6 separate regions of the Mus musculus genome follow, and all the other regions are linked to region 6. The links are chromatin contacts, called in public Hi-C and HiChIP or PLAC-seq maps. All regions are on one chromosome and are shown on one strand. The core of a region is the stretch at or near the end of the contact, and the rest is flanking DNA. Distances in the headings are between cores, read along the strand shown. Region 1 overlaps Ldb2 (LIM domain binding 2). Region 2 overlaps Ldb2 (LIM domain binding 2). Region 3 overlaps Ldb2 (LIM domain binding 2). Region 4 overlaps Ldb2 (LIM domain binding 2). Region 5 overlaps Ldb2 (LIM domain binding 2). Region 6 overlaps D5Ertd615e (DNA segment, Chr 5, ERATO Doi 615, expressed).

Region 1 (3,567 bases), core at 938-3,437, 740 kb after region 6:
ATTTGCCTATGACATAGAAGATAGAGGACATTTTCATAATCGTGCAGATAAGATGCATACATATCTCCTTCCCTTCCATGGTTACAAAGTCTCAGTAGTGCAGGAAAAGCCTCTCTCTCTCTCTCTCTCTCTCTCTCTCTCTCTCTCTCTCTCTCTCTCTCTCTCTCTGATGTCAATTCTTTTAGCTGATTCAAATAAAATATGTCACCTCCTTATGCTTTAAGAGAAACAACGCATGTTAATTAAATAAAACTTTTCCATCATTCAGAAACTATGCTCAATGTCTGCAGCCATTGAAAAATTTCAGAAGCATTTTGTGTCAGCCTTTTTATAGGTTTAGTCAGTATCTTTCTTTCTAGGGTCAGGCCCAAACCCACAAGAGAGCAAGGTGAGTTGATCTGAGGGGATGTAATGGAACATTTTAGACTTGTGCTAGACCACACCCCACCTCACTTTTCTGAGGAATCCACAAGGCATGAAGTGCTTTTCTCATCTTAGTTAAGACACAGAGGTTTGCTTCTTGGCTTCATTTTATCTGGAATGTTCCCTCTGCTCCCCAGTGTGCTGTTTGTTTGTTTGTTTGTTTGTTTGTTTGTTTGTTATGTGTGTATGTTTTGGTTTTCTTTCTTTCTTTCCAGGAAAACAAGGCAATCACTAGAAAGAGCTGAACATAGCTCCCTTGGCTCTGAGAGCATCAATTATTTGGACCACCTATGTCATTTTGCTCCAAGGCAGAATGGACTATTTGCCTACTCCTGTAATAAATATTTCAATACTCTGATGAAAAATATCTCTTTCTAGGACATGTAGTTTCATTATAGCGACTTAATCCAGATGCTAATTATGCACATTTATTTTTAGGAAATTTGATAGGATTCGAAGGATTCATTTTTCTTCTCTCTCTCTCTCTCCCTCTGCCTGTCCCTCCCTCCCTCCTTCCACCCTTGATGTTCACTATGCTACTCTAATTTCCTTCTGTTCTTATGTTAATTAAAAATAACTTAGCCTTGTGTAATCAAACACTATGGCTATTTTAAACAAAAAGTAAGCTTCCTGGTGCCACAAAGAAAGAGAATTGTAAAACCTGAGCTGGCATTCTGGTCCTACTCCTGGAGGATTTTTAGCACATTATGTGTCTGCAGCTTACATTGTTCTAATTTAGACGACCACTAAACTGTTTCTCCCCAAATAGCATTTGACCCAATGGCTCTGAGTTGCTTTTATGAAAATTTGGTCAACTAGCGAATCGGAAATCAGCCACATTCCTAATCAACAGAGATATTAAATATCCCTCAGGGGTATAGTGAGCATTTTGCAATTTCCTGATACCAGGAACATTATAGATTAAGGATAAATATGTAATTAGAATTTTTAAATGCACATAATAAAGCCTTTCTTTTATGTTTTCAATTTCAAATCAAATAGAAAAACAAGGCTTAATAATCAGAAGAGCATGCCGGGAGAGTTTCAGAGTCAAAGCCCCTTGAGTTATTGTCAAGGATGTGAACATGTGAACATCGGGAGATCCTGAGAGAGCCACTGTAAATGTAAATTCTTGGCTTTTGCAAAGTAAAACAATAGGTACAACCCCTGTTGGATACCTGCATCACTTCTGCAAACATGAGTTTTTGGATTTTTTTTCTCTTCTCAGTTATTTATCATGAAATCATTTACTCCTGAGACAAATATAACCTGGAAGCACATTAACTAAGTGTCCTCTAAGTGAACACTTCTCACTTGATTTTCTTCACAGTTGTTTCCCATTCTGACTTTTCCCTGTGTATCACACTACAATCTAAAATTTCTTATGTCAAAGATCATATCCCCCTAATTAAGTATTATGTCCCCCAAATAAAATTTACATATGTGATATCTCTAGGTAAAATTCAGAGAGCTTTTTAGAATTTAGATAGTATTCTAAATTCTCTATTAGACTCACGCTGTTGTTCATATATAAAGATACAAAACTAAATATTCCCACCTATTAAAAAATATACACATTGCTCTATGAGAGCTGTTGAATCATAGGACAGTGTGATCAGTATTACTTCATTAGCTAGAGAGAGAGAAGGGTTAAAAAGCTACCGGGTAGTTGGAGAAATGTTCTTTTTTACTTTTCTCATTCCTGGCCGAGTCTCAAGCTAGCACGTGATCAACTGAATGCCTGCCAGCCTCTTTCTTGTTGATCCTCCGGAGACCATCTGTGCTGGGGGCATTGATTAGAGTGTGTCTGCTGGGATTACATCTTTTCTGTTGCCATGCCAACTAATCAGCTGATTTTGGTTACCACAGAAACAAAATGTCAGAGCTCACAGTACGGTAACATGAATTCAGCACAACAGAAAATGTTTTCTTAATTGGGGACCCTTTTTGATTTTTGGATTCCAACAGAAAAGCAGGATATTTTTTTCCTTTAAAGACCAACTTTAGATAAAAGCTGCATTAACTCTATTGATTAATAAGAATCTACAGATATTTTTTGAAGTGAGAAAACATTACTTTTACTTTATTAGCTATGCTTATTTTTTTATATTTCCTAACAAAGGAGACATACACTCTTCCATATGTACCTCTGTTATGGTTCTTGGTGGTTGCATAGAAAACAAACCACAAAGCTTTGGATTTCATTTAGCTTCCATTAGAGAAGGGGAGTCTCCCGGAGTCTTGGGATAATGCTATATGTATAATCATTTGGGAGGGGGGAAGAACACCGACCAAAATTCTCTTGCATCTTTCATTTTTGGATATCATTTAACTTACTTTAAAAAAAAAATCTGTTGTAGTCAACTGGGAAACAGTTCTAAGAATTCCCATTTTATACATAGTACTCCCTGGATACAGTGAGCCCATTTGACTCCAAAGGGAGCCCGTGACTTGTGGCAATTTTCCATTTTGTTGGCCTGACGCGGTTTGTCTGTAAGAGAAGTCCCAACCAGTTTGCTATGACAGAGTGAAGGAAGGAAGCACCTAACCTTGGCCCTGCAGATGCTCCCACTGAGCAGACTTCAGAAGGATTACACACTTTCCCTCTCATCATAAAACTTGGATCTAGCTGAAGCAGACCAGAGCCTTTTTCTACCCTGATCCTGTGGTTTACAGACAGAAAACAAATAGATGATAATAGCAGCAGCAGCAGCAAGAACAACAATAATAGTAACAATAAATGACCCTGATATTAAACCAGGCTAATATATTTGTTTAACTATCTAATAATCCCATCTCTTAAAAAAATAAAGAAAATATTATAGCCTATGGATATGTTTTTCCCATAGATAGTTTACTTGTGACCCTCCCTTCTGTGAAAGTTGTCACTGCAGGTGACTTGTATGAAATTAACACCCTGAAGTGGAGGTAGGGATTTGGTTTAATCTGCATGATACTTCTTTGAGAACCTTGGTAAATTAATTCCAGTGCTCGAGATGTGTTTGGGAGAATGGTTTGGGGACATTGGCGACATCTGCCTTTCTACTCACTAACACTCATAGCTAAGCTGCCAGAAACCATGCTCAGCAGACAACCCCTCTCAGAGTTTTAGGGCATGGAGCCCACATGTCCAAACTTACTCAG
Region 2 (3,543 bases), core at 1,044-3,543, 650 kb after region 6:
AAATTCAAATGGACCACTGTTTTCTTTATTCTATGGGGGCCAGAAGGAGAAGGAATCACAATAATAACACAGGAAGAGACAATTTAGGCACCAAAGCTGGACTGAGTGAATTCTGTCTCTTTGCAGTCTTGATGACTGCTCAGAGTTCAGATGCCAGGAAAAACTTGTCTATCTGATGGAGCTGTGTGACCTGACTAGAGAAAAGAGGAGTACTGAGTCAGGATCCAAGTGATCCATTCTCTAGGAGAAAGTCCTCATTTAAAGGAATGGTCACAGAGTAAACAGAAATCACCCACTATACTAACATAGTAGCTTTGTAATAAATTCATTACTGGTTGTAAATTATATATCATTCCACACAGTCTGTGTAGTTGGTACTTACAAACAAATGAGTCACAATAGTGATGATAATGCATGGACGATAAACTGTCAAGCATTCACTTTGTGTACAGGAAAAATTAGCTTCATAAAAGTTAAATATGTTTCTGCACGTTGGCAAAAATATAATTACGTGAATAACTCTGAAGCCTTTAAATATGATCATGTGCTGAGGAGGCCTGTGGTCAGAGTTATGAAAACTCTCGCCTAAGGCCACACAGCCAATGAGTGGGAAAGACAGCTGTTTTATTCTGAAGCTCTTTTTCCATGTCCATTTGCTCTCTGCACACTTGCTGACCATTGAAAGAGAGTTGGCCGTTACAGTGAGTTGACTGAGATGCTTTCTGCCAATTCGAACCAAACGTGAAGCCCTTCCTTGCCATCCTATCTGTGTATAGTTCCTTCTACCTGGAATGTTCTGTCCGGCTCCTTCCATAGCTGGCATCGAGGATGATATCTAAATACTAGTTTTTCTTTCTTTGGAGGTGGAATCTGTCCTCTATCATCACTATTGTGACTCATTTGTTTGTAAGTACCAACTATACAGACTGTATGGAATGATATATAATTTATAACCAGTAACGAATTTATTGCAAAGCTACTGTTAGTGTAGTGGGTGATTTCTGTTTACTCTGTGACCATTCCAAACCTGCCTGAGTGGATGTTTCAGGACTTCTCTCTACTGGCTACTTTTCTTCAGCTTTTATCAAGGAAGTTCTTTATTCCTGTTTTCCCAATCTCACAAAACCTTTTCCTCCTGCCCTTATTAGCCTTTGAAATTGTCTTTCCTGTGATACCTTCTACCCTATGTCTGTGCATTCACCACTTTCTGTCCCGCAGAGAGCATGGTCTGAACATACATAGATGTGGAATAAATAGAAAGACTTGGGAAGAACAGTAAAGCCCAGTGTGGATAATGGAAAAGTTTCATGTAGCATAGTGGATATTATGCTCAGAATGAGTACAGGTTGGCAGGATGGGACCTGTGTTCCTGGACACCAAGGAAGGAAAGGACAATAGCCATTGCAATCCAGGACTGAAGCAGTGCCATGTGGCTTTGTAAGAGGGATGTGGAACATTTGGGGCTGGTCACGATGGGGTCTGAGAAGCTGGGGTAAGGAAGGAATTTCCAACAGTTTCTAGTCTTCCTGTTTAGATGTGTATCTGACCATTGCTGGCAGAAATGTGTAGGGCAGATTTATCCACATACAGAATAAAATAACATGTGGAGCTCAGCCTTTGTTCCCATCTCCCCTGACTGTGGAAGCAGGGAAAAAGATGTGCCCAGCACAGTCTACAGAGGAGATGCAGCTGGCCAAAGCCATGGTTCCAGCCTCTTTTGCTTCTGTTGTTTGTTTCTTACCGACTCCTGATATCATGGTGGAAGGACAGATGGAGGAGAGGGCCAGGCAAGATGTCACGATGCCATTGAAACCATGCATGTGAAGAACTTCAGGATAGACTCAGGTTGTTACAATATTGAGGACCATAAGAACATGCAGGGCCAGTATCTGGATCTTTCATGTCATGAATCCTTTTTGGGACATATATTGATAACTAAAAGAGATTTTCACAGGCCAAAGGTTGGTCCCAGATTTTCTCAAACCAAACAGAAGTTAAACATCTGAAATGCAAAGATTAGATGTTCCAGGTCATTCTCCCTTGGGTCTTTTCCATCAGGCATTTCCAAGGAAGTTCTTTTCTCTTTGTTTCCTGTTCTTCCCAATCTACTTCCAGGGTTCTAAAATTTTAAGAATTATAGACCATTTTAGCTATAAATCCTTTCTTTATGGTAGAACTGATGTGCTAAAGCAGGACTGGTGCAAAGAGTAACAGCAGCAGCAGCCACACAGTAAGACCAGCAATAGCAGTAGCCATAGCAACGGCCATTGTGTTAGCAGTGGTCACAGGAATTGTGCTAGGGCAGCTCTGTCACTGCTCACTGTGCCAGTCAACATTCCAGTAGCTACCTATATTGTCTTCAACTCTATCACATCCTCTGTTATAGTTCCTCCTACAGAAAAGGGAACTGCTGCACAGAGGACTTATACAGTACTAGCAGGATTAGTTAGCAGGATCAGCCTGACCCAGAGCTGGACACCGTAAACCATGCCCTGAGCTCCAGCTTTCCCAGAGCTGTGGATCAGATCTAAGGGGTAGCAGCTTAAATGAGAAATGTCCCCTATATGCTCAGACAGTTGAATACTTCATCTCCAGTTGATGACGCTGTTTGGGGAGGTTTAAGAGATGTGACCTTACAGGAGAATTTATGTCTCTAGAGTAAGCTTTGAGAGCTAAAGGCCTCATTATACTTCTAGTTCATTTTTTTCTGCTTCATGTATATGGCTAATGATATAATCTCTTGACTCCTGCTTCTCCCACTATCCCTGATGCTTATTGCCATCCTTTCCGGCCATGACAGATTCTTATCCCCCTGGAACCATTAGCCCAAAACATCTCTCTTTTTTAATAAGTTGTCTCGGTAAGGATGCTTCATCACAGTAACCTCTGCACAAGGCAGTGCCTTGCTTTGCTCCGTGGTTGCTGTGTGTCTCTGGTAGGTTGCTTAGCTCCTCTGTGTCTTCAAATAAAAAATGAGCCGAACTCTTGGGGCTCTATTCGTAGAGCACTGGATGCCCTCTATTACTCAGTCTCTGGCATTGAGCCTTGTGCAGAGTAGCGTTCTCCCAGCCTGATGCTGTCATCCTCTTTCCACACCATTTCCAGAAGGAACCCACTACCACACTGATGCTCAAGGCCATTTAACATTGTGCATCTGCCAGGTAGTTCTTGGGCACTCCACCCACTCTTTCTTTCAACCCTCCTTACCTTACTTCAGGAAGAGAGTTGGGAGATGAGACTGATCAATTGACCAACATCCTCATGTGCAGGTCAAGGTTACCCATTGAAGCTTTAGGTCAGAGGCTCTTAACCTGTGAGTCAAATGAGCCTTCATTGGGATAAGCTGAGACCATTGGCAACACAGATATTTACATTAGATTCCCAACAGTGAGAAAGTTACAGTTACCACAACCTGAGAGAGTATATTAAAGGGTCATAGCATTAGGAAAATCAGGAACTCCTGCTTTAGGTCTTTGTGGTGAAGGCTGGAGCAACCCTTAAAGAGTCTGGTAAAATCAGAATGACTTCTGAGCAAAAGACCAT
Region 3 (3,527 bases), core at 14-2,513, 590 kb after region 6:
GATCCAAATTCCTTCTGGATAGTGGAAAGACTTAACACTCACTACCACAGTCTTAGATTCTGAAAAACACTTAACACTCAACAGCCTTGAAAAGACAAACAAAACAAAAGAGGTTCTTGGCTACAGCAGACTTTCTAAGGCCTTAGAAACCACAAGCAGCCCACATTTCTATCTAATTCTACTGATATTATTCTCTTAAGATTTATTTTAGTTTGAGTTGTGTGGCTGTGTGCAGCAGTGTGTGGAATTGTGGATGGGGGTATAGGTGTATGTGGAGGCCAGAATCAGTTCATCCCCCTGAGCCAGAGTTACAAGTGTTTGTAAAATAGCTGATGTGGGTGCTGGAAGCTGAAAAGGGTACCGTACAAGCACAGTGCACACTGAACCACTGAGGCATCCTTCTACCTTCCTGCTGATAGTAATTTTATTTTTTACATTTTTATTTGTATTGTGTTTATATGTGTGCCCATATATACATAGGTGCCCATGTCAAAGTCAGTTTTCTCCTTCTAATGAGTGGGTCTAGGGGCAAGCATCTCTACCCACTGAACCATCCTGCCAGTCGACTGATATTATCAAGTACCCATTCTCTGTCCGAAATCGAGCAATGAGTTGAAAGCCAACGAAACCACAAAAACCTCTGATTTCTGAAGTCTATGGTCTAGGTTGAGGGAAGGGTCAGGTTTACCAGCAAACATACAGGAGCGTGTTAGTACTATAGATCTCTTTGAACAGTTCTAAGCTCCTAAAAGGAAATAAATCAGGGGGAGGGGACAGTCACTTCAGCCACTTCAGCTAGATGGTGCAGAGAAAGGCTTCTTCTCAGAGATGACATTGCATCTGGGCCTTAATTATTAAAAAAAGGACACATCTTCAAGATGTGAAGGGCAAGACGAATAAGCACAGACACACACCTCCCTCCCCCAAAAAAATAAAAAGAAGAAAAAGTTAGCATGTGGTATTTAGAAAACAGAGAGAAATTACTCTAGCAAGGGACACAGGGGCTGAGGGATATGGAAGAGTGACAGGGAGACTGGTCCTATTCCTCATCCTCTGTAGCAAGACGCGTTCCACGCTGCAGGCACGTGACTTATGTGCCTCTACTGTGAGGAATGCTGCTCACCGAAAATTACATTCGATGTTTATGGCTGGCAAGGGGGGGATGCAGCCTTGATCAAATCCAGCCTTAGGAATGGGGCCACTTTCTCATCAAGGCCAAAGAGAGCAAAGCCAGACCTTGCATTTTCTTCTCATTAAATCATAGAGGGCCAGAGGGGCCACCCATGGAGGCTGTCCTTACTTGGCAGTTTATGCCTGGCCTTTACTTGGTTTGAAGCTTTATGTTCTTTGTGTTCTAGCAACAAGGCAAGGCAGAGCTGACTTCTGGGACTCCTGTCTCGGCTGATCTTAGCCATGTGCCGGCATACAAGCCCTTCAGCCATTCTGTGCCCTGTGGTTTGGTGCAGGGTGGATATGAGAAATGGCTTCTTGTTACAAAGTCATCGTGTTTGTCCTTGGTTTTGTGTCTTAAAAAAAAAAATCATAGATGTCTCTAATTGCTTCTTTGTGGCCAAAATGTTCCTAGACTGGAATTCTATAGGAAATATAGTTTGCTTTATTAAATAGCATTTCTAAGGGACTTGAGAGGTCTTTGGTTGTGTTTGTTTTTCCCTTTGCTTTTTTTTTTTTTTTGAGTTTTAATTTGTTGCAATGTGTAATCACTTGCTCCTGCACTGGAATTACTCTCTGAGCTTCTATAATCATGTAGTATAATTCCCTTTATTACTTGGGAATCATTTTTAGCCTTCTGTTACAATGACTGGACAAGGAACAGATGAAGCCAACGTAGTATGTCCTTTCTTTCCATGATGTGTCTCTCAGGGAGCAAACCCAGGTCATCAGGTTAGATGCCTGCTTCCTTTACTTTTTGTCTTCCTATGGTTTGGGAAAGAGGGGCACTGCAAGCAGCAACCCTCAACAAATGTCACGTGAACCTCACACATCTTGGACCAGTAAGGTTTATGCTGTTGACATTTTACACTGGAAGAACTACAGTCGGGGTCAGAGCTATAGAGCCAGGCAGGCTCCTGGAATTCCCAAGCCTCCCCCCTACCTGTCTCCAACCTGCAGTGTGATTTTTCTAACGTGTAAACAAATAGGAATAAAGGCTGCTTCTGAGATGTTAGAACAAAACAAATAACATGTAGTGAAATGTGTTAGTGAGTCCCTTGCCACACACTATTGATAATTAATGCTGTTTCTTTACCTGGAGGAAAACAGCTCTATTTTTACTTAATACAGAGAATGGTAACATACCAGGGCTTCGGCGCAGTATTAGGGCTCTCAAAGGAAGCAGACCTAAGAGAAGCTATCTATATGATACGGGATTGGTGCACAGTCTTATGAAGATTGATAAATTCTCAACTCGGCAGGTGACGCAAGAGCACCAGACCCCCAAGAGACACAAAGTCCAATAATGTTGAGTTAGAGTACATGAGTGGGACAAAGCAAAGGCCAAGCTCAAGCAGTCAGGTTGAAACCCTTGCTTCTGAGTGTCTGTCTGTCTGTGTGTATGTCTGAATCTATGTATGTGTGTGTTCATGCATGTGTGCACCTGTATATGTATGCACATGTATACTGTTCCTCAGGTGCTGTACACCTAAAAAAATCAAAAACAAAAACAAAAAACAACCTTTCTCTCTGCCTTGTTCTTAACTTTCTTTGTCTGACACAGGATCTTTCGCAGGCTTGGAGCCTGCCAAGTAGACCAGAATGGCTGGACTCTGAGCCCCAGAGAGCCACCCATTTCTGCTTCCACAGCACAAACACACTTGGCTTTATTATTTTTTTACTGTGTATGAGTATATTGTTTGTATGTATACCTGTGTACCAAGTGCATGCTTGGTACTCAGGCTTTCTGTGACTGGAGTTATAGATGGTTGTTAGCCACCATGGGAGTGCTGAGAATTGAACTGGGTCCTCTAGAACCCCAGTCAGTGCTCTTAACTGCCGAGCCATCTTTCTATCCCCAACACCTGGCCTTTAAATGTGTTTGAACTTAGGTCTCTTTACAGACTAAGCCACCTTAGCCCTGGAGTTACTTCTTGGACAGGATATTGTTAGTTCTATCCACTCTTTAGTTGCTTTGATGATACCCAGTCACAGTGAGAAGGTCTGCTTAGTACAGGTTAACATGTGTTAACAACATTGAAAAAGCAATCATAGACACATTCAAAATAGCATTACCCAAGTATCCGAGCACCTGGGACTCAGTTGGACATGCAAAATTAGCCATTTCAGGGCTGTAAATTTGAATTTTGCTTTCATTTGCAAGTGACGTCAATCAAACTTCTTGACTTTTCCTGAACTTCATTTCTTCTTTTGTAAATTCTAGTGCCACTTGTCGTTTTAGTCTGAGTACTGGAAAGCAATACTCTTCCTCCTCCAGAGAAAAGATCTAGTAATTCTCATCATTGTCCTTATTTTCACTCTGGTATGCAAATACAAAGTCTAGGAACATGTAGGTA
Region 4 (3,279 bases), core at 768-3,267, 690 kb after region 6:
AGATGGCGAGCTCTCCAAAACCATTTTCTTCTTTCTTTTTATTTCTCTCTTTTGCTGTCCAGCATTGGGGAAAGATGCATTAAACACTCACATACATATATACACACTGTACACGTTGTTCTTTTTCATATACAAGCACTATGGATGAGAATGAAACTGTAGGGTGATGAGGGGTAGCAGTTCTTCCTGGGAAAGGATAGAGTGTGTTCTGATCTAGCCACTAAATCCTCAAGAAAATCAGGTTAAAACCCTGGAAGTCCTGTTTTTGTGTGAAGTCATTCCTCCTTAGACTGTGCAGGACACTGGGTGCTCCTGGAAGTCTATCACAACATCAGGCTCCACTTAATACTAGCTGATGTGTGCATTTGTTTCTCTGACCCTGCCTAGCAAGTAAGTCCCCAGTCGTTGCTTCTTACCATGTGTTTTAATCTGGAGTCATTCTTCATTAAAGGGTACTCTTAAAATAACAAATCCAAGGATTTTCAATATCATCTCTCCCAAATCAGTTTCTCTTTTTCTATCTAGTGATCATAACGGGAGGAAACTGATTTTGGACCTACATACCTATCATCTGGGACCCTGAGGGCTGGGCTGGGAGATGGTTGCTGCACCAATGGGACCATGAATTTGAAGCCATCCTGTGCTACACAGTGACATTCTGTCTCCATGACAAAAGCTCATAAACAATAAACATGAAACAACAATAAAAAAGATGATACATAGAGGTGATTTAGTAAGAGTATAAGGTCTTGGTGTTTGTCACCCACTCCAGAACCTACTAGGGTGTATGGCATATATAGCAGCTGGGTGTGCAATAGGTCTTTATTGAAGAAGTGAGTGAATGCATGCAACAGGAAGCTATGATGCTTCCACGTGGGTACTTTAAATTCTCCAGGATCAGGTTTAGTAATGATGGTGACAGAACGCTACTTTTGTTCCTGATGCCCATTGATCCATGGGTTCAAGCCACTATCTACTAAAGGCACACTTGCTTTCCCTTAAGCAATAAGCTTACAACTCTGGCCTAGGGACATTTGGTATCTGGTGCAAAATGTGGCTCTTGAACTTTGTCTTCAAATCTGTATCTTTCCCTGTATGATTGGGGATAATGCTAGTGCTCAACCACAAAACAAACAGCAGGATGTGAGCACTTGCGTTCTGTGGGGGAGTGCTACACAAACACACTATTTCAAGTCTGTCATCTACCATGCTTTCTCTTTGCATTGTGGTATGCTAACTGACCTTTCCTCTACCCACTAAAATCATGACAACCAACCAAAGCCATCTTCCAAGACTTTGCCAAGTGTTCACTGAGAAATGAAATTGTTCCTTGTTGAAATCTATGGGCCTGAAGATTCTGTGGAAACAATAAAATTTTATTGAGTTTTGATGACTTGTTTTTAATGAGAGTACTGTACACAGAAAAGTCTGGTAAGGATTACAGAGCGAGAGGTTCAGGGGCAGATGACAAAGCCAGTGAAATGTAGTCATTGCAGAAGTGTGGCTAATAAATCCTGGTAAATGGTCCCATTTTCTTCATTATCTTGAGCCTTTAGTTTCTAACCACTTACTTTTTTCATACAGTGCACCACATTTGTAACTTTTTCATGTGCATGTAACACACACACACACACACACACACACACACACACACACACACAAAATCATTCCTTCAGGGATGTTTAAAACTTCCCTCCTGCTTGCCTAAAATCAAAAATGAGCACAATAAGTTAATTAAACACAAATGAAAGTCAGGATACATTGGTCTTTGACTCATGAGCAACATTCACTTTTTTTTACCCAACAGATGAACATTTAAATGCAGGGAAAGTCGGGGATTAAAGCCTAATAAAATGTTGTATAAACTCTTAAGTCATGTTGACTTCAATGGTGAGATCATGCCAAGAAAGTTAATGGAGCCAGCTCCAGGGACGACGACCCCAGTGATTTATCCACTTCTGTACACTTCTAAGCAGAAACACATGTCTGCAAAAATGAGCCCTGGCAAACCAAAAAGAAAGATCAAACTGCCGAGTTGTATGGCAGGCCTTTTCTGCAAGTGTTGCGTGTTACTGTTATATTGAAGGGCAATCTTTGTCTTTATGTGACTGCAAAACCATACTGCAATAAGTTTGACACGTGCAAGAATGTGATCTTTTTTTGGAGTGTATTCCCCCAGGGAGTGCTGCTGTCCACGTTTCAAAGAGACCCCATCCTAAGAATCAGGTCCATCTGAGGATCTCTCTCAGTGAAAGAACTGTTTTGTTTGTTTTTGTGGGATTGTTTGTTTCCTCTTGAAGAATCAGTCCAGAATCTGTAATGAGAAGACAGCTCAATATGTTTGGGAAAATCAATAGCTTTGACTTTTAATCACTACCTTTCTGGCTCTCTGGGCATGTGGCACAGAAAAGACTATTTAACCATTCTCATTCCTAGTCTTCCTAAAAGTTCCCCACCACCAGTGGGGCGGGGAAAATGTAGAGAATTACAGAGTGGAGCATCCTCTGTGTAGGACTGACTTAACCCTCCTGTCCATCTCCTCAGCATCTAAACCAAAATCTCGTCCTCTGTAGGGACAAACATAGTGTCCTTTGATTGCTCCCCTGTTTTCAGACATTGTGAGTTAGCTGACTATATCTAAAACTTGGGAAGTTTCAATAAAGGCCTATAGATTAAACTTTAGGGAAAAACATTCATCTCTAACAATATTGGGGCCCTGTAGTTCCTTCCCATCCTCAAATTACATTATTCTTGATGTCTCCATCTGGTTTGCCTCACTTGTTCGTATTATTCATTGGATCTGTCTAAGGCTGAAGATTTTGGTCATATGGCACTTGCAGAGTTATGGAGACCAGTACATGTGAGGCTCTAAGGATGCTATGGTCTAGTGGTATACATGATGCCTTCAATAAATTCACCATCTTATTAAGGGCTTATTGTAAGTGATGATTTCAATTTAGGAGGAATTTATTGAATTCCTCCTCGGGATCTGGCACTGAGGATACAAACTTAATGAGATATAGCCCCTGCCCAAGAGGAAGCAACTCTGCTGACCTCTTCAACCCTATTGATTGGATTGGAGTTTCACTATCTCTGTTTCCAGCCCAGGTTGAGACCCATAATATGATTAATTTTTTATATTCTGTTTATGATACCATCGAGTTGAGCCCTAGTTTTTTGTTGTTGTTGTTTTGCCTTGTTTTCAATGTATTTATAACATAAAATAGTTGCAATGACTTTGCTAATGATAAATTTCATCTTTCTGTCACTTTGTTAAAA
Region 5 (3,678 bases), core at 521-3,020, 620 kb after region 6:
TTCGCACTAACACAATCTCGAGTTCCTGCAACCCATCTTGTTTTGGAATGTAAGACAGATCATGGAATAACTTGCAAATTTGTCGAAAGAATCAGGGCTTGAGACTCAGATTTAAACTCAAACCTAAAATGGCATCCACAGCACACAGACTTATAAATTCCTTAAATGCGTGATTGGAGTGTTCTCCTATGTAAAGTCTGATTAAATCATCAAGCTGTATAAAATAAGTAGTCCTGAGCAGTCAGTGAGTAGCTGCTAGGATCTTCTTAATAGACATGATTTCAGTGCAAAAACCCACTTATTTAGTTAACCTTCCTCAGGGGTGGTCTATGTGTCACTTTCTGTACCCTGACTACAGAAAAATGAATGGATAAAACCTTGTGCTCTGTATTTTAATTTTTAAAATACAAGCTCCAAATTAGTAATTATGAGAGCCACCATTCAGGTTCTCAGCAGTGCAGCCATTATTTTTCACTTGATAATTATTCTGTTAAGCTAATGTTAGACCAGCACTGTGCCTTATTTAAGAAAATGGCTCACCAGCCCAGTACAACCATGCCCAACTGTGGAAGAGCTCAAAGATTTTTTAGTCCAGTCTGATCTGCAGCATAGTCTCATTGTCTTCAATTTAAGAAGTTCCGAGATGTTTTCTGTTTGGCTTTAGGTGTGTGCAGCATCCTTCCCAAGGTCCTACTGCATCTCTTGACAGTTAGTGGTTTCATTCTGTTCCTCCCGTTCATGGCGCTGGGCTTTGCCAAGCAACCCGTTCAGTTGACACACCCTCTCCATTGAGTGCCTTCAGGAGGAGCAGAGAAGATGATCTATTCCCAGGGAATTGAGGAAGGAAGGTGGATCTTCATGTTATCAGTGGTTTTTGTCTAAAAAGAGACCCTGGTATGGATTCCTATTTCAGTTCAAACTAAGTAATTCTAGCTATGATGCTACAATTTTCATAAAAAGGAATCAGAATATGGATTCTTTTTTAATCTTGAGGAAGGGTTGAGGTCTATATTAAGAAAAGTCTCTAGCATAGTTTTAGGTTTAGACTTAAGGGGAAAAAAAAGTCAAGGAAGGAAAGACTGCACACTCTGGATGTGAGTGCTGGCTTCTCGAGAGGGATAAGGTCGCTCGGTGGATTCTTATCTTGGTTCATTTGGATGCAACAGCAAAAACTTTTGACCTGGTTAAGGGGTTAAAATGACAATTAGGCTACTGATGGTTAAAGTCTTGAAAATTTCTGTATAATCATGAGTGTATGGTTAGGGTGTAGGCGAGAAGTATATTCTGACCCACTGCATGTCCCTGTGACTTAGTAAATGGCAGAGAAGAGACCCATAGTTAATATTTGCTATGCAGGATCGACTCTCTGTATCTCATGCCATCCTTACTGCCCGTCCCAGCCAGGTTTCTATTTAATACTTGGTGTATTGGAAAAAGTGAGATTGCAGGGGACATAAAAACCCGATGAGACAAATGACTCCTGCTATGATCCTAAAAATGCCCTTCCCTGTTCCCCCTCCCCTGCTTCACTGACTCAATCAAGAACCAGCACAGGTTAAGAAGAAATCGTTTGCCATGGCGCACGGGTACCGCCAGCTTCCCGTTCTTTTCACAGTTCAGCGTGGACCGCTGCAATCCTTCTGACATCGCTGCTCCAATGCTGACATTTGTGAGTCTTCTTCTCCCGTGCAGTATGGGACCCTCCATATGTCTCCCACAGTAACTCCCTATGTTTTCAGAGAATCTGAAGATTCATTTCCTTCCAAGTGCTGGTTGCTGGCACTTCCTCCAAGCCTCCCAAACTGCCAAGCGATGAACTTCAATTTAGAGGAGCTGTTACATTTGTCATCGTGAATTTGCTCAACTTTAAAGAAATTTGAAGATTTATGCTTATCCCCAGTGGGCCCTGAGACTATCTCTGAAGCTAGGAAAGTTCATACTTGACTCCCTTTTCACTGTTGTGAGTAAGGGAGTTTACAGATGCATTCAGTTGCCCTGCCAGGGCTCTGGATCCCTGCCTTGTCTCACCCTGGAAAGATTTGAACGTATAGGGGCTGTGGTGTGACTCACCCCTGTAGAGTCAGGAGGAGGGTAAGCTCTTTACTGTTTTCAGAATGAAAGCACACACTAAATCCTTTCTTTTAAGGCAAATAGCCCAGTGTTGTAAATGCAACAAGCCTGACATGTGATCATATAGCTGCTTCTACAGTGATGAACCTATATTATGCCTCTTCTCTCTGAGCCTTACTATTTTCAATGAATACTATATTTGCGTAGCACCAGAATAATGATATTTATAAGTGACATGCAGGCACTTCCCGGTACTTAAAGATAATCAACAAATCGTAACTGTAATGATTATTTTGTACAGAACACATCCAGAAGCTGACTCGGCTTTGGCTTGTTCACAGCAACTTACCTAGTTAATTCTAGAAGTGGAATTCACACCTCCATATATACATCTTGTTACTGTTGTTCTGAAACACAAGTTTCTGGTCGTCAGTGACTTGGGATGAAGTGTTCTCTGGTCTTTTTTTTCATTGGAAATAATCTAGAAGAAAAGTGGCTGATGTGTGATTGTGTTTTGTTCTTTGACCCACTTTTGAAATAGTTCTTAGTCAAGTGCATTAGAATCACTAATAGCTTTGTGCTCCGTGATGTGCAAACCATGAGAGGCAACCTATCTGATTTAGTTTTAGTTTTCAGTAGCAGCCTATCAGATTGTTACATACTCCAGACTCAAAATAGCACATGATATTGCTTCGGTTTTCCTGACTTAGGAGCTCAGGACAGGCTAGCTGGATAATCTGGGTGTTCTGGATACAACCAAGCTGAACATTGTGTTAGTTGAGGTGTAGGTCTAACTAAAGCTAGCAGTATTCAGTTACTTGCAATGGCTAAGGAGGAAAGTCCTTGTTTAATAATTTTTTTAATTTAGTCTTTGAAATTTTCATACATGGATACAATGTTCTTTGATCATATCTATCTCCCATTCCCCCTGTTAGGAGACAGTTTGCTGAGTCTAGCCATCTCAGAAACAAGTTCCATCTTGCTGGCAGAGCCAAACTGAATCCATGTTCCCAGGCCCCAGAATCAGCTCCTATACTGCTTCTTCTGGTGTTTCGAGGTTGTCTGTTAACTAATAAGGAATGTCAAAAGGGAAGTTGCAGATTATCTAAACTAAGGCACACACGTAAATCTACTGCCCGACATGACGTAATTGAGTGTGTGCAGCTTTTGCTACTCCTTTGTTCCCTTATCACTCTAAATTCTGGACCAGAGTCCAAAAGGGGACCTGATTACGGCAAAAGCTGACTGACCCTAAAACTAGATGACCTGCATAAGGCTCAGCCACCTACATTAACTTCCTCGCTTAACCCTTTGTGTCAAAATATGATTGGTCAATGCAACAACCCAGCCTACTCCCTCTTGCTTTGTGTTCCCATCCTGTAAAAGTATTGTACAATCTCCTGATGTTGACAAGTTTCAGACACTGAACTGGCCACCTCTCTGAGCACAGAAAATACAGCTTTCACTTTAAGCTTCTGTCTCTGAAGTGAGTTTTCTCAGCATCCACCCCAAATCCCACATTCCTGGGATCTCTCTAATACATCTCTCACCTAACTTCTATCCTCAGTTTTTGTTTTTTTAAACCCACCGAGTCCAATTAATGTTGTT
Region 6 (3,540 bases), core at 923-3,422:
CAGACCTGGAAGGCCTCTACTGTATGTGTGTTGGGGGCCTCATATCAGCTGTTGTATGCTGCCTGTTTGGTGGTCCAGTGTTTGAGAGATCTTGGGGGACCAAATTAATTGAGACTGCTGGTCCTCCTACAGGATCACCCTTCTCCTCAACTTCTTTCAGCCTTCCCTAATTCAATAATGGGGTCAGCTGCTTCTGTTCATTGGTTGGGTGCAAATATCTACATCTGACTCTTTCAGCTGCTTGTTGGGTCTTTCAGAGGGCAGTCATAATGGGTTCCTTTTTGTGAGCGCTCCATAGCCTCAGTAATAGTGTCAGGCTTTGGGACTTCCCCTTGAGCTGGATCCCACTTTGGGCCTGTCGCTGGACCTTCTTTTCCTCAGGCTCCTCTCCATGTCCATCCCTGTAATTCTTTCAGACAGGAACAATTATGGGTCAGAGGTGTGACTGTGGGATGGCAAACCCATCCCTCACTTTATGTCCTGTCTTCCTGCTGAAAGTGACACCAGTCATTTTTATCTTGTGTATTTATTTTGTTTGAAGACAGTCTCTACAAAGGACCCCTTGGAACACTAATATCTTCTTACTCTAGATACTGACTTTATTATGCCATTTGATGGCTGGTAAATTGAGACATTAATAAATAAAACTATGCAAATAAGTTTTACAATTTAGTCATTGCCTGACTATAGACAAGCAACTTCATGCCCATGAGCTCTAGTTTTCCTATTTGCAAAATAGGAACAATAATGTCTGCTCTGTGCTGTTATGAGGGTAGAAATCTAATCTAAATTGTCCCTTAACTCAAAGGCCAGCCCCTAAGAATAAGACTCTTGTCTGTGTTTACCAAATATAGTGTCCTCCTGACTCTTTGGCCAGGACTCAATTTCATGTTTCCTGGTCAGTTGTGAGTGTAGAAGGGAAAAGAGAGGATGTGCGTGTATTAGGAGTGTATGTGGCTGAAATTTGACTCTGTTAAAGCATGCTGTCTCCTAACAGCTCTTCTTTTGGGGTTTGGAGAAACAAAAGACTTCTTCTCTTGGTTAGGAAACCAAGATCTAGAAGCATGAAGTCTCTGGGAGCCATTTCTTCTATTCCTAAAATTGACTCTAATGTGCTCTGTGACCTATGGAACACACTTTTACCTGTCTGAATCTCTGCTTCCTATGACATAAGATAGGTCTGGGGACATTGCTTAGTGTTTAACTTCCTGGTGTGAGCTTTACCTACCTGGTGTGAGGTCTTAGTCTTGAATTTGATCAAATTACAAAAATAAAATAAGGTAAAATGAGGTGGCTAGTCCAGGTGGCATTAGCGACTCTTCAATCTTTGCAGTTTTAAAATTCTATCCAGATTTGGGAGTATAAAAACCTCGAAGTGTGTTTCTTTTCTGTAAAATGAAGGGGTGTGTGGTAGCAACGAAGAGGTCGATGATGGGACTGTTATTTTAAATTGGCCACTTGGGGTCGCTAGCGACTCGAGACTGGCTGATAAGGACAGCAGAATGCCTCAGGGAATGGATTCTGGGGGCGGTTGATGAAATTTTCTTTCTTGTCTCTCCCTTTGGTTCTAGAATTTGGCAGAAAACTTGATCGCATCATTAGTGTTGAACAGCTCTTAAGCACGTGGCAGAGGACTGTATAGAGCCTAGGCTGTGGCAAGGTAGCCATGCCCATCCCCAAAGAGAAGAGAAGAGAAGAGAAGAGAAGAGAAGAGAAGAGAAGAGAAGAGAAGAGAAGGGAACAGAAAGAAAATAAAAGGAAAGGAAAGGAAAGGAAAGGAAAGGAAAGGAAAGGAAAGGAAAGGAAAGGAAAGGAAAGGAAAGGAAAAACAGAAAAGAATTAGACAAATATCGGAGATGCAGCTGGTCCTGCCTTTTGATTACTCGGTGTGCCTTGACTTGAAAAACCGGTTCTGCAAGGTTAAACTGGGTGGCATAAAACCTGACTCCGAGGTAGTGTAGTTTGTCCCATAGAATTCGGAATCATCAAAGGCAGAGAGCATTGAATTCCCACGGAAGCCCGCTGAGTAGGGGGTTTTCCTGATGAGCTCTGCTGATGAGGAAAATGTAGCGGAGAAAGACGCAAAAGTCCCAGTGGAATCCAGTGAGGGATCACCTAGCAAGAAATAAACAAAAGAGGGCCAAGCGTCTTTGCACTTGGAGCTGACAAGCTCCGCATAATGTAACCCTGTCCAGAAGAGCAGTACCCTGCTCAGAGCATGAGAATAGCTTTCTGCAGTGCTGTGTAAACAGTCTTTTTCACTAGCCTTCCTGGCTGCTAAACTGGGAGAAGCTTAAGTGGAGGAGGAGGAGGAGGAGGAAAAGGAGGAGGAGTCATCGTCAGAAGGATCTTAATAGAGACAGATTTGGAACTCCCACTGTCCCCTTTCAGGTCTTGAATTACTGTTAATTTTGTTACACCCATCTCTCTTCTCCTAATACTTTTAGAGAATGACAATAAAGAGTCTGCAAAACGAGGGAAATCCACTTTGCCAGGCTGGTCAAAGAGACCCTATCTAGGGGCTGCTTCAGATGGAGGTCTTCTGCAACAGAAGTGAAATATCTATGCCCCAGGTGCCCTTCAGGGGTCATCTGCAGTACCCCTTTGCAGTTTGCTGTTGGGGAGCAGCTTACAGAAAAGGAAAGTGTTTGTGCCATTGTTTGGGGGCTTTCCTTGTTTGCCCCCTCCAAACCTCCAAGTCCAGTCCCTGGTAAACTGTTGGGGACTCTGGAGACTTCAGCGTCTTTTCAGTTTCTTCCTAAACTGTACATTCACACCCATACTGTTTATGTGCACGATCCCCTCTGGTATGTGTCCAGCACAGTTACAGAAACGTACTACGTCTGGGTGCACTCAGGACTTTCAAGGGGTTAACCTCTTTTTTTATATTGCTATCTTCTGTGAAATGGAATAATGCTGGTATTTCCCTAAGGGTGTGATGGGTAGGTTGTAGCAATGTTGAAGTGTAAGGTGATCCAGACTTAGTGACACTATGATAGGTACTATTCCTTGAACTTTGCAGTCCATGATGGTAGCATGTATAACGACAGAACATTCAAAATATAGCTACTGGTGCACTGAGAACAGACTGCCCCGAAAACACTATGGGACATCTCCAGCAATTTTTACACAGATCCTAAGTTTATGTTGTAATTGGTTGCAAATATGTGCTTGAATAAAGTGCCTTTTAAAAGTTAATCTTATGCTACTTTTTGAAAATATGGCTACTAGGCAATTATTATACAAATAATCATGATAGAATATTTTTTTTTACAAATGGCTTATATTTGTATCTCACACTTTATTTCTGCTTGATTTTGCTACCCTAGTCCCTCTAGGACTCATCTGTCTACTAAAATACTACCATTCAACACTACCAAGCTCATTTTGCAGAGCCAACATTACTTGGTAACAAAACAAGAAAGAAAGAAAGAGGAAAGAAAAAGAAAGAAAGAAAGAAAGAAAGAAAGAAAGAAAGAAAGAAAGAAAGGAAGAAAGAAAGAGAGAGAGAGAGAGAGAGAGAGAGAGAAAAAATGAAAA

What was found. A called contact is a pair of places that touch in the nucleus more often than the background predicts. HiChIP or PLAC-seq counts read pairs in DNA pulled down with a chosen protein or histone mark.
Region 1: a contact with region 6 is called in an H3K4me3 HiChIP or PLAC-seq map of forebrain, with 8 times the contacts expected there. The contact joins two enhancer-like sites. A contact is called at or near these places in 3 of 484 Hi-C or Micro-C datasets (cerebral cortex, immediate neuronal precursor and nephron progenitors) and 3 of 115 datasets of contacts at active chromatin or transcription factors (embryonic basal ganglia, forebrain and neural progenitor cells).
Region 2: an H3K27ac HiChIP or PLAC-seq map of VIP interneurons shows a contact between it and region 6, with 14 times the contacts expected there. The contact joins two enhancer-like sites. A contact is called at or near these places in 2 of 484 Hi-C or Micro-C datasets (cerebral cortex and uterus) and 3 of 115 datasets of contacts at active chromatin or transcription factors (VIP interneurons, embryonic forebrain and embryonic limb bud).
Region 3: a contact with region 6 is called in an H3K4me3 HiChIP or PLAC-seq map of embryonic midbrain, with 7 times the contacts expected there. The contact joins two enhancer-like sites. A contact is called at or near these places in 4 of 484 Hi-C or Micro-C datasets (cranial neural crest, uterus and ventral hippocampal neurons) and 3 of 115 datasets of contacts at active chromatin or transcription factors (craniofacial prominence, embryonic midbrain and forebrain).
Region 4: a contact with region 6 is called in a Hi-C map of uterus, with 5 times the contacts expected there. The contact joins two enhancer-like sites. A contact is called at or near these places in 3 of 484 Hi-C or Micro-C datasets (all in uterus) and 2 of 115 datasets of contacts at active chromatin or transcription factors (embryonic basal ganglia and embryonic hindbrain).
Region 5: a Hi-C map of cortical neurons shows a contact between it and region 6. The contact joins two enhancer-like sites. A contact is called at or near these places in 12 of 484 Hi-C or Micro-C datasets (the C2C12 cell line, adipose-derived mesenchymal stem cells, cerebral cortex and 6 more) and 6 of 115 datasets of contacts at active chromatin or transcription factors (craniofacial prominence, embryonic basal ganglia, embryonic forebrain and 3 more).

Annotation. Positions count from the first base shown.
Region 1 is chr5:44,536,836-44,540,402 of GRCm38.p6, reverse strand. The region is part of intron 3 of Ldb2 (LIM domain binding 2); the gene reads left to right. Among named protein-coding and RNA genes, the nearest start is that of Gm40297, 110 kb to the right of the region's middle. Within about 2 kb of position 2,187, at least 56 of the 459 cell types and tissues checked have an H3K27ac peak or open chromatin away from gene starts, as enhancers often do. A contact at or near this core is called in forebrain, where this site is marked.
Region 2 is chr5:44,628,156-44,631,698 of GRCm38.p6, reverse strand. All of the region lies in intron 2 of Ldb2 (LIM domain binding 2), which reads left to right. Among named protein-coding and RNA genes, the nearest start is that of Ldb2, 170 kb to the left of the region's middle. Within about 2 kb of position 2,293, at least 19 of the 459 cell types and tissues checked have an H3K27ac peak or open chromatin away from gene starts, as enhancers often do. A contact at or near this core is called in VIP interneurons, where this site is marked.
Region 3 is chr5:44,684,192-44,687,718 of GRCm38.p6, reverse strand. The region is part of intron 1 of Ldb2 (LIM domain binding 2); the gene reads left to right. Among named protein-coding and RNA genes, the nearest start is that of Ldb2, 110 kb to the left of the region's middle. Within about 2 kb of position 1,263, at least 21 of the 459 cell types and tissues checked have an H3K27ac peak or open chromatin away from gene starts, as enhancers often do. A contact at or near this core is called in uterus, where this site is marked.
Region 4 is chr5:44,585,424-44,588,702 of GRCm38.p6, reverse strand. The region is part of intron 2 of Ldb2 (LIM domain binding 2); the gene reads left to right. Among named protein-coding and RNA genes, the nearest start is that of Gm40297, 160 kb to the right of the region's middle. Within about 2 kb of position 2,017, at least 15 of the 459 cell types and tissues checked have an H3K27ac peak or open chromatin away from gene starts, as enhancers often do. A contact at or near this core is called in uterus, where this site is marked.
Region 5 is chr5:44,657,928-44,661,605 of GRCm38.p6, reverse strand. The region is part of intron 2 of Ldb2 (LIM domain binding 2); the gene reads left to right. Among named protein-coding and RNA genes, the nearest start is that of Ldb2, 140 kb to the left of the region's middle. Within about 2 kb of position 1,770, at least 5 of the 459 cell types and tissues checked have an H3K27ac peak or open chromatin away from gene starts, as enhancers often do. A contact at or near this core is called in cortical neurons, where this site is marked.
Region 6 is chr5:45,276,758-45,280,297 of GRCm38.p6, reverse strand. All of the region lies in intron 4 of D5Ertd615e (DNA segment, Chr 5, ERATO Doi 615, expressed), which reads left to right. Among named protein-coding and RNA genes, the nearest start is that of Gm46912, 120 kb to the right of the region's middle. Within about 2 kb of position 2,172, at least 68 of the 459 cell types and tissues checked have an H3K27ac peak or open chromatin away from gene starts, as enhancers often do. A contact at or near this core is called in VIP interneurons, cortical neurons, forebrain and 1 more, where this site is marked.